2 separate regions of the Sus scrofa genome follow, and region 1 is linked to region 2. Evidence: chromatin contacts called from public Hi-C data. All regions are on one chromosome and are shown on one strand. Each heading gives the region's core, a stretch centred on a gene start, on an enhancer-like site or on the middle of the called end of the contact. The rest is flanking DNA. Distances are from core to core; before and after follow the strand shown. Region 1 overlaps RNF38 (E3 ubiquitin-protein ligase RNF38). Region 2 overlaps RECK (reversion-inducing cysteine-rich protein with Kazal motifs).

Region 1 (5,459 bases), core at 1,189-3,688, 350 kb before region 2:
TGAAGAAACTGGAGCACAGAGAGGTGTTTTGCTAGAGATGATGCAGCTATGAAGAGTGTTATCTAGGATATGAACCCAAGCCATCTTATTCCAGAGTCTGTATTTTTAGTCATCATGTTTTACGTACCTCACTTTATGCAAAGCCTAAGCAAACGTAGCAAGTAAGTTTTGGTAACAAGATTGAATATAAGCAAAGGTGGTCACTTGGTTTTAGCTGCCAAAGAGAATTTGCAGTCTTTAGTTTTACCTTTGCTCCTCCTGAGAAATACATTCTTTTGTGTGTGTGTGTGTGTGTTAGGATTATTTAATTGATTTTCTTTTTAGTCACTCACTACCCTTTTTGGTCTTTTTAGGGCCATACCTGCAGCATATGGAAGTTCCCAGGCTAGGGGTCGAATCAGAGCTGCAGCTGCCTGCCACAGCAACATCAGATCTGAGCCACTCTGCGACCTACACCACAGCACTGGAGTGGGTTCACTTCACATCAGGCACGTTTAAATTGCTTCTTGGATATCTTCCATATTCTAACATTAGTCTTAACTGAGTGTTTGTTTGGTTGTTTAAGCGGATACATAAAAAAAAAAAAAAAAAAAAAAGGCCGTACTCAGAATCCCACCTTTTTATGGATATGAGTACTTCCCTCCTCCAAATTAGTACAAGAATGGGTGTTAGACTTCTTACCCATCTTAATTTCCATAATAAACTCTGATTTGTCACAAGCTAAAGAATAAACATATCCCTTTATTCAGTGGTATAGAATATATACATTTCAGGCATCAGTTAGAAAGCCTGGTGCCATGTTGATGCTGTCTGACACAGTAGATTATTTGAGGAATATAATGTAGCATAGTGATTCTCAAGTAAACTACCTCAAACTTAGTTGCAATGCTTGTTAAAGATTCTGTGGTTTTTTTTTTTTGTTTTTTTTTTGTTTTTTTGTTTTTTTTTGTCTTTTTAGGGCAGCACCTGTGCCACATGGAGAATCCCAGGCTATGGGTCTTATCAGAGCTTCAGCTGCTGGCCTACACCACTGCCACAGCAACAACGTATACAAGCCGCATCTGCAACCTATATCACAGCTAACGGCAATGCCGGATCCTTAACCCTCTGAGCAAGGCCATGGATTGAACCCACAACCTCATGGTTCCTAGTTGGATTGGTTTCCACTGAGCCACACAGGAACTCCAGATTCTGTATCTTTAGGTGGCCTGAAGTTGGAATCTGAGATTGAATAAATTTCCTCAAGCAGCTGTACTGTTGCTAATATTATTTATCTGTGTTGTAGGCTTAATAGGCATTGATGGGCCATCCATTTAGAAGAATGTTCTATGGCAAAAATTGAATTCTAAGATCAAAACCAGGTGCAGTAGTCACAGACTTTTGGACCATGACCTGTTTTTGAGTTAAGCACTGTCATCTTAGTCTTTTTCTTCTACTTTGTTAAGGAAAAATAAATTCTGTGCCTTTCAAATTACTAAGCAGCATGAGAATTAATTCATAAGAGGAAGATAGTCTTTCCATGTAGGCAGGATAAAATCTGATTAAATTTAGATAATTGAGGAATTTCCATCCATTTACTGGTTTGCGTTTCTTTAAGAACCTTAGGGTCAGAACTTATCTAGAATTGCCGTATGTTTGGAGCTCTAATGGAATACATTAATGTTGACTGTCTTTGCTATATATGAAGAATATGGGTCATGAACTCTTACGATTTAATTATTCAGTGTTTCTATTAAAAACTGCATATATTGTTGAAAACAGGAATTACTATTCCATGGTATTTTTGAGCTTTAACTTTAAATAAAAGCTATCATTGTGTGCTTTAAAACAAACAAACAAACAAAAAACCCCATCAAATAAACCCCAAATCCAACAAGGGCAACAAGTCAGATTTGCCTTCTTAAAGTGAATCTGTGTGCAGTTCATGAAGTTATTAATTTCCCTGTTGAGATCAAAACTGAAGTCAGATAATTCTGTATATTGTGAGTCTAGTTTTTGGTAGAACAAAGTCTTTTAAAAAATGAACTGTCTTAATTGACATGTGATTTTTAACAACAGTTCTGTGGGATGGGGATGGAAATCAAACTAGTTTTACTATAACCAGAATCTTTTTATGGCACTTTTGAGATGTAAACATTTCCTTTCAAAATAAAATTGATAGAATGGTTATATTATTTTTCCTGATGCTGTATAATTAAAAACCCAAGGCCCAAATTTAAGTCTTGATTAAAACTTTCTTTCTGTGGAAGAAAAGTTATCACATTGAAAGAGGACTTTAGAAATTTTGATTCTGTGGTTGCTTTAAGAAGGAGGAGGCAAGTCAAAATGGGCTTGAGCCCCACAGAATTGACTTTGCTACTTCCTGGGTCAGGAAAGCTTGGAGAGGGAGGGGCTGTACTGCAGCGAGGCGGGGCATAAGCCTGGTAGGAACTAGAAGTGAAACTGGAAGTGCCTTCAAAAAAGCAGATTGTTGTTAGCCCGTCAGACTGCAATAAGCAGTGAGATGGTATTATTCTCAAGCATGCATGTATGTGTAGTTACCCTGGCAGATTTCCTGAGAAAGTCAACATGTTTGTCTGTAACTCAGGACAGACTGATGAGACTCTGGAGGAAAACGAGAGAGGAGCAAAGGAAGAGTCTGAGTCTAGAGCAAAGGGGCTCTAGCAGATTTTGAAAGAAAATTTCTAAGCCTTTGAGGAAGGCAGCCAGAAGTTAAGGGAGAATCTGGGGACATTTTCCCCTCCCCACAAGCTGTATAGAGGCAGAGGCTGCAGCATGGAAGTCGAGGGTAGATAATACTTGTACCAGTTGATAAAAGTATCCTGGTGGAGCAAAAAACATATATCCCTACAGTTTTATCTTAAAATGATGGATTCCCATTATAATATTAGTGATGGAAATGAAGGTTAGTTAGTCTTATGTAATTTTATTATGCCTGGGATTAAAATTGAAATTCGCTTATTTTAAAAGAAAAATGAGGACTTATGATATTGACACGTAGAGCAATACATTTCTAGGGTGGTTTAATGGTGGTTGTGTGCTATCTGTCACACACAAAAGATGACACTCCTAACATGCCCTGCCTAACTGGGCCATGCAGTGCTGATGTTTTTCCCACCGGAGTGATAGATTTAAATTCAAAGAGGCTAAAAAAACCACTGCTCTTTCTGCTGGCATCTCCCCTTCCCATCCCCAGAAACACTTCGATACTCTCTGTGTGGGTAATATGGATAATATGGATTGGGGTGAGATTTATGGCTCAAGGTAGATGAGCATCTCACTTTAACTTACTTATGCATCACCCTGGGATCTAGTTAAAAAGCAGATTTCTAGCAGGGTCACAGGTGACAGAGTAGTGGCACTGAAACTTTAGCTTGCATAATAGTCTTGTGAAGGGCTGGTTAAAAGGAAGATTACTGGGTTCCACCTCCTGAGTTTTCGATTTACTTCACTAGGGCAGGGCCTTTTAAACAAAATCCTAGGGGATGCTAATGTAGCTGTTTGGAGGGCGGGTACCTGATGCACTGAGGTATAGTGTAAATAACCATGAGGAGATTCGGAGGTTCCTCTTGATTTCTTAAACATTATTTTATAACCAAACTGTAAATGGTGGGGGAGAAAAAGTGGAAAGAAAGTAATAGAGTAATTAATACTGTTCATGCTAAGCAAATAGCACCGCATAAAACAGTTCTGTGTGCGGAGTTCCTCTTTGGCGCATCAGGTTAAGGATTCAGTGTTGTCACTGCTTCACTGTTATGGCTTGGGACCAGAGCTGCATCTGTGACCTACACCACTGCTCACGACAACGCCAGATCTTTAACCTACTGAGCAAGGCCCAGGGAGCAAACCCGCAGCCTCATGGTTCCTAGTCAATTCATTTCCGCTGCGCCATGATGGGAAATCCTGCTTCTGTTTTGTAGATAGGTTTATTTGTGCCATATTTTAGATTCCAGTATAAGTGCTATCATATGGTATTTGTCTTTTTTTTTTTTCCTCACTTCATTTGGTGTGAGAATCTCTGGTTGCATCCATGTTGCTGCAAATGGCATTATTTTATTCTTTTTTATGGCTGTATATATACCATTGTATATAGGTACCACATCTTAATCCTTTCATCTGTCCTTGGACCTTTAGGTTGGTTTCCATGTCTTGGCTATTGTCAGTACTGCTGCCGTGAAAATAAGGGTGCATGTGTCTTCAAATTATAGTTTTGTCCAGATATATGCCCAGGAGTGGGGTTGTGGGTTGTTTTTTTTTTACATCATACTGTATTGTGACCATCTTCCTACAGCAATGAGTCTACCTTCTTCTTTTTTTTTTTAAAAAAAATGAAAGCTTCAACATTTATTTCAGATTCTCTCTCTCTCTCTTTTTTTTTTTTTATATTTTTTTTCTTTTTCGCCACACAGGCAGTATGTGGGAATTCCTGGGCCAGGGATTGAACCTACGCCACACAGCAGCAACCAGAGCCACAGTGGTGAGAACTAAGGAGCCTCAACCTGCTAGGCCATCAGAGAACTCCTGAGTCTACCTCATTCTGATAATTGTGCAGTATTCCATTGTATTTAATAATGGACATAACCGCAGTGTAACCAGTTCCTTATTTTTTTAACGTGACTTTTTTTTTTGGCTGTACCATTCAAGTGTACCATTTTTTTTTTTGGCTGTACCATGCAGCACAAGCTGCTGCAGTGATAATGCCGAATCCTTAATCCGCTGTACCATAAGAGAACGCCAAACATGACATTTTAAATCATATATTGAATTTCCATTAATACTTAGATCTGTTTCTACACTTCGTTTTGTATCACTACAAAAACACATTGATATACAAATTGGAAAAGCATTAAATTTATTAAGTTTGAAATAATCGATTTCTTCACAATATAGAGTTTTTTCATCTATTAACATGATTTCTTTCCACTTATGTTGTTTTTGTGCTATAGTATGTGCCTTAGTGGCATTTTGTAGTTTTAATTCACCTAACATCAATTCCATAGCATTTTACATTCTTTTTGCTTTTGACAGTGAGGTGTTTTTCATCATACTTTTTAAGCTTTTCTGATGTTAGGAAAAGCTGTTGATTTTTGTGTATTTATTTAAAATCTGCCTATTTCCTCAGGTCTTTCGGTCATTTTAATACTTTTTCATAGTTTTTTTGGGGGGGGCATTCCAGTTGGACAGCTTTTTATTGGCAAGTGTTGCTAATTTAGACTCCTTTTCAATACCTTCCTCTGTTTTTCTTTCTTATTTCATTGGATAGACTATAACATCCAGAAGAATGTCATATACCGGACTGTAGTCTAATAAGGCTGCCTCAAGTACATTTCACTGTTAATTGTGGGGTTGATATGGATCTGAAACCTAACAAGTTAAAGAAGTGGTAGTTTTATTTAAGTGCTTTTCTTAGAAAGGGTAAGTTCGTCAAATGGCTTCCAACTCAGTTATCTATGAGATTA
Region 2 (5,070 bases), core at 2,472-4,971:
TACATATCCTATTGAGAATGCTATTTCTCCATGTATTAAAGGAAAGAAAAGAAAAAACATGAACAACATGCAGTACATTTTCTCAAACATTACAACATAGAAAACGAAGTATAAAAAGCTGGCCTAAGGTTATTTTTTCTTTTGTTGTTAAGAACCCTATAACTAAACCTATACAATGTTCTAAGTCAACTACACTACAGGTACAATTAAAAAAAAAAAAAGAGGAGTTCCTGTCAAGGCTCAGTGGTTAACGAACCTGACTAATATCCATGAGGACGTGGGTTCGATCCCTGGCCTTGCTCAGTGGGTTAAGGATCCACCGCTGCCGTGAGCCATGGTGTAGGTCGCAGACGTGGCTCGGATCCTGAGTTGCTGTGGCTGTGGTGTAGGCCTGTAGCTACGGCTCCAATTCAACCCCTAGTCTGGGAACCTCCATGTGCCACATGTGCGGCCCTAAAAAAGACAAAAAAACAGAGTTCCCGTCATGGCTCAGTGGTTAACGAATCCGACTAGGAACCATGAGGTTGCGGGTTCGATCCCTGGCCTTGCTCAGTGGGTGAAGGATCCGGCGTTGCCGTGAGCTGTGGTGTAGTTTGCAGACGTGGTTCGGATCCCGCGTTGCTGTGGCTCTGGTGTAGGCTGGCGGTTACAGCTCCGATTCGACCCCTAGCCTGGGAACCTCCTTATGCAGCGGGAGCCGCCCCCAAAATGGCAAAAAGACAAAAAAAAAAAAAAAAAAAAAAAAAGACAAAAAACCAAAAACAAACAAAAAAAGAACGCTATGACTCATTATGAGAGTCTGGTTTTGGCTCTCATGAGATTAGTTCACAATCGAAATGACTATTAAAAATTACATTTGTCTTTGTCTTTTTTTGCTTATGTAAATAACACCTGTTTATTGGTAAAACCTTGACCATTACAGAAAAACATAATTTAGAAAATAATCTCATTCCAAAAATAACTCTTATAAAGAGCGAGCAGTGGTACATACCCATGCCCACCCCACGCCCCACTTATCTACCTCTTACCTTGCACACAAGAGTAGGGAAGACAGGGATCTCCAGCTGGACACCCCTTCCGGTTGACCTCACAGAGTTCATGGGCGGGGCAAGGATTTGGGTTACAGGGATGAGTCACCTCTTCCACAATGTTACCTAAAGTGCTTGGCCCTGCAAAAACCAAAAACAGATCAGTTTAACCCACCCAAAAGAGTAACAAAGTTCTGTACATTGTCTGAATTAATGACATCTATAAAAAATGGTGAGGACTGATTCTAGGAAGCTTTTAAAATACTCAGATTCCCTAATCATTAGTACATTTAGCATACACATACATTTATTCATTTATTTACTTATTGGGTGCCTACAATATGCCTGGCAAGGTTCTTGGTACTGGAGATAGAGTAGTGAACAAAATAGACAAATCTCTGATACAGAGTTTACATTCTGGTCAGGAAGTAGACAATGAACAGACCTGGTGTGTGATTAAATTAAAAGACAGATAATGATTAAATAACAAGTAGAGTAAGGGGAAGGAAAGTAAAGGTATATATATATATATATATATATATATATTTTTTTTTTTTTTTTTTTTTTTTTTTTTTTTTTTTTTGGTCTTTTTGCCTTTTCTAGGGCTGCTCCCCTGGCACATAGAGGGTCCCAGGCTAGGGGTCTAATAGGAGCTGTAGCCGCCGGCCTACACCAGAGCCATAGCAACGCCGGATCCTTAACCAACTGAGCAAGGCCAGGGATAGAACCCACAACTTCATGGTTCCTAGTCAGATTCGTTAACCACTGAACCACGACGGGAACTCCAGTAAAGGTGAAATAAGGTGGTCAAACAGGTGCCTATGTATAAGAGGGATAATGTAGCATATTTTACCATAAGTAATAATAATTTACTATGGTAAGTTGGAACCTATACAATGATTATATTTATTAACTTGTTAAATAATGACCAAAGGAGTTCCCATTATGACTCAGCAGGTTAAGAACCCAACATAGTGTCTGTAAGGAAGCGGGTTTGATCTCTGGCCTCACTAAGGGGGGTTAAAAATCTTGCGTTGTTGCAAGCTGCAGCAACATAGGCCCAGATGCAGCCCAGATCCAGTGTTGCTGTGGCTGCGGAACAGGCCTGAAGCTGCAACTGTGATTGGACCTCTAGTCTAGGAACTTCCATATGCTGCATGTGCAGCCATAAAAAGACCAAGGAAGAATCTCACTTGAGATACAGCTATCCTTCAATATCTATGGGGGATTTGTTCCAGAACCCCATAGAAACCAAAATCTGAGGATGCGCAAATCCTTTATATAAAATGCACAGTATTTGCATATAACCTAAGAACCTTTTCCTATATACTTTGTCACCTCTAGATTATTTGTAATATGTAATACAATGTAAATACTATGTAAATAGTTGTAAATACAATGTAAATGCTATGTAAATAGTTGCCAGATGTACAGCAAAATTCAAGTTTTGCTTTTTGCAACTTTCTGTAATTTTTTCCTAAATATTTTTGATTCGCAAATACAGAACCTGTGGTTATGGAGGGCCACATATGTGGTCATACGATACTGAAAGAGAGTTTTTTTGGAGGCGCCGTACCTGCAGCACGTGGAAATTCCCAGGCCAGGTATTGAACCCATGTCACAGTTATGGCCTGCCCCACAGCTCTGGCAATGCCAGATTCTTAACCTGCTGCATCGTAAGGGAACTTCTGAACAGAATATTGAAATTTATTTATTTTTTGGCTACACCTGAGATATGTGTAGTCCCCAGGCCAGTGACCAAATCTGTGCCATAGGTGTGACCTGAGCCACAGCAGGGACAACTGTGTGGCTTAACCACTAGGCTACAAGAAAACTCTTGAGTATTGAAATTTAAACAAAAGTATTTCTTTAAGTTTCCTCCCACTGAAATAGTTTCCTTCTACACATGTGTCTGCCTGCTCTAGTAGAGTCCCAGATTGTGAATACATTCATTTCGCTTATTTGATTTTAGGCCAGACTCAGACTCTAAGGCTAAGAGAGGCTCTTGGAGTTTATCTCATCCATCTCAATCATTTTACAAACAGGGAAGCTGAGACTTGAAGTGATCTTCTTAAAGTCACAGAAGCCTATGCTTCTAGTCTAATGCTCTCTTTTTTGCTATACTGGTCACAAAGGCTAAGGGACATAGTTCATTGGTCTTGAGAAATATAGCAGATATTACTAACTGCAAATCTAGCATCCACTCTTTTCTTCTTACTTACTCTCATAACTCTAATTTTACCCAGGTTGGCAATGGGTCCAAAGGTAAAAAAATCCCAGTTTCCCTTATAACTAGGGGTGGTTTTCCCTTACAATAAGACAGGGTGGCTAGAATTACAGCAGTCATGTTGTGATGATAAAGTACATGTGGTAACCTTGTTGATGGAAGCCAAGCGCTAAGGATGGTGGAGAAAGAAAAAGAAGCCTGGATTCCTGATGATGGAATCGTTATAACATCCCTCTGGACTATTTACTTCTGGGCTTGCTTTTGCTTCTATGTGCTCTATTATTTGCAGTTGAATTTAATCCTATCTAACACAGGCAAACAAAGCAAGCAGGAGCTGAATTCACTGGCTTTCCAGCCAGCTCACAGCACTAGCGCCCCCTGGTGGCAACCAAAACACTTCTCCTACCCTAACTTACGCTGTGTGAGTCTTACTTGTTACTCCCTGGTTTCTACCATATGTAGTCACCTCTGGCCAGGAAGCTTAGCTCCAGAATCCCTCAAGGAGATAGCAACTTTTTCCTCTAGCTCTTGGCAGGAGTATTTGGCACAGAGAAAAGTTCTATTTTCATGTACTAACCTAGGCCGTCATTCCTCACTCCCTATGTGGTAGGCGAGTCAAGCCAACGCCTGGCTAAGGTCCACTGATATTCTGATGACAAAAAGCTGAAGACTCCCTAGGGGAGATTCCACTTAGTCAAATCACGGCAAGGAGACAGCAATGATGTAGAGCTGGTTATGTGAGTACGCTGGGCTTCTGACTGACCACTTGGAATTCCTGACTGACAATGGTTCACTACCTTTCTCAGACTGATGTGATAACTGCTTCTGTGTACATATTTTAAGATGACAATTCCTTCCTGGGCCAAAAAGTCCAAGAAAATAAGATAAGAGCCTGCAATTGAGATACTATCATTAAACCACATGTTCTCAACAGACAGATGTTCATCCAAAGCAAGGATGGCAGAGAGAGAAAGAAGCGTTTGAAATTAAAAAAAAAAAAAGCACTTACTGAGGTAGGTATCCAAAGGTATGCAATTCTCCAGGTCATCTGTAGGTGACAGGAGCTCACAAATACTTTCAGCTGTGTGGTCTTCAGGGAATTTGTTCTGGTCCCCACATTTCTTGAGAATCTCTACACAGTCTGATCTTGAAAAGGAAAATACACACAAATTGAGGGTTCGAAGAATCTCCTCATGTTGTCCAGTTAATATCAGTTCTGTTTCTGAAATTTTCCAGGAGGTGGGTCTTCATAGCTCAGCAATGTTTCACACTTTGTTAGGTGTGAGTATGCCAAAACAGAACAGGAGTGACAGCACACCTTAGGTTGAGGAGTAAGTAATGTATTACACTATCAAAGCATCCCTAACTTTCTCTGACCTGAAATCAAAGGCCTTGCTCAAATTTTACACTCATACTTACTGTTGTTATCATCAATGTGGCTTTTCACTGTCTTTGAAAGGAAATTAGTCTGATTTGCTCTTTGCAAAAATCATATATCCTTTCTCTCAGGACTTTATGCATGCTTGCTTCTTTCTTTCTTCTTCCCTCACTCCTTTCCTTTCTTTCTCTTTTAAAATATCTGTTTAGTTATCAACATTAAGATGTCCGGCCTATAACTGGAAAATCCACGACTTAAAAATTTTCTGTCTTCAACAGGGATTTGACCCCTATAAATTTCTGTGCTAAGAGTTTCTACTAATTTCCCACTTGCTTCTTTGTGCTTATCACCCAATCATCTCTCCCCGACTCAGGCCATCCCCAAGTCAGGTCAGAGGCTGGACTCTGTTCAAGGTTGAAATAATCTGCAACCAGTCA

What was found. A called contact is a pair of places that touch in the nucleus more often than the background predicts.
Region 1: a Hi-C map of fibroblasts shows a contact between it and region 2, with 1.7 times the contacts expected there. The contact joins two enhancer-like sites. A contact is called at or near these places in 5 of 47 Hi-C or Micro-C datasets (embryonic fibroblasts, fetal heart ventricle, fibroblasts and 2 more).

The regions. Positions count from the first base shown.
Region 1 is chr1:237,224,215-237,229,673 of Sscrofa11.1, reverse strand. All of the region lies in intron 1 of RNF38 (E3 ubiquitin-protein ligase RNF38), which reads left to right. Among named protein-coding and RNA genes, the nearest start is that of RNF38, 13 kb to the left of the region's middle. Within about 2 kb of position 2,438, at least 49 of the 83 cell types and tissues checked have an H3K27ac peak or open chromatin away from gene starts, as enhancers often do. A contact at or near this core is called in embryonic fibroblasts, where this site is marked.
Region 2 is chr1:236,874,337-236,879,406 of Sscrofa11.1, reverse strand. RECK (reversion-inducing cysteine-rich protein with Kazal motifs) reads right to left here. Exons shown (of 21, transcript XM_021065979.1): 12 at 4,265-4,401; 13 at 1,029-1,169. Among named protein-coding and RNA genes, the nearest start is that of GLIPR2, 43 kb to the left of the region's middle. Within about 2 kb of position 3,721, at least 9 of the 83 cell types and tissues checked have an H3K27ac peak or open chromatin away from gene starts, as enhancers often do. A contact at or near this core is called in embryonic fibroblasts, where this site is marked.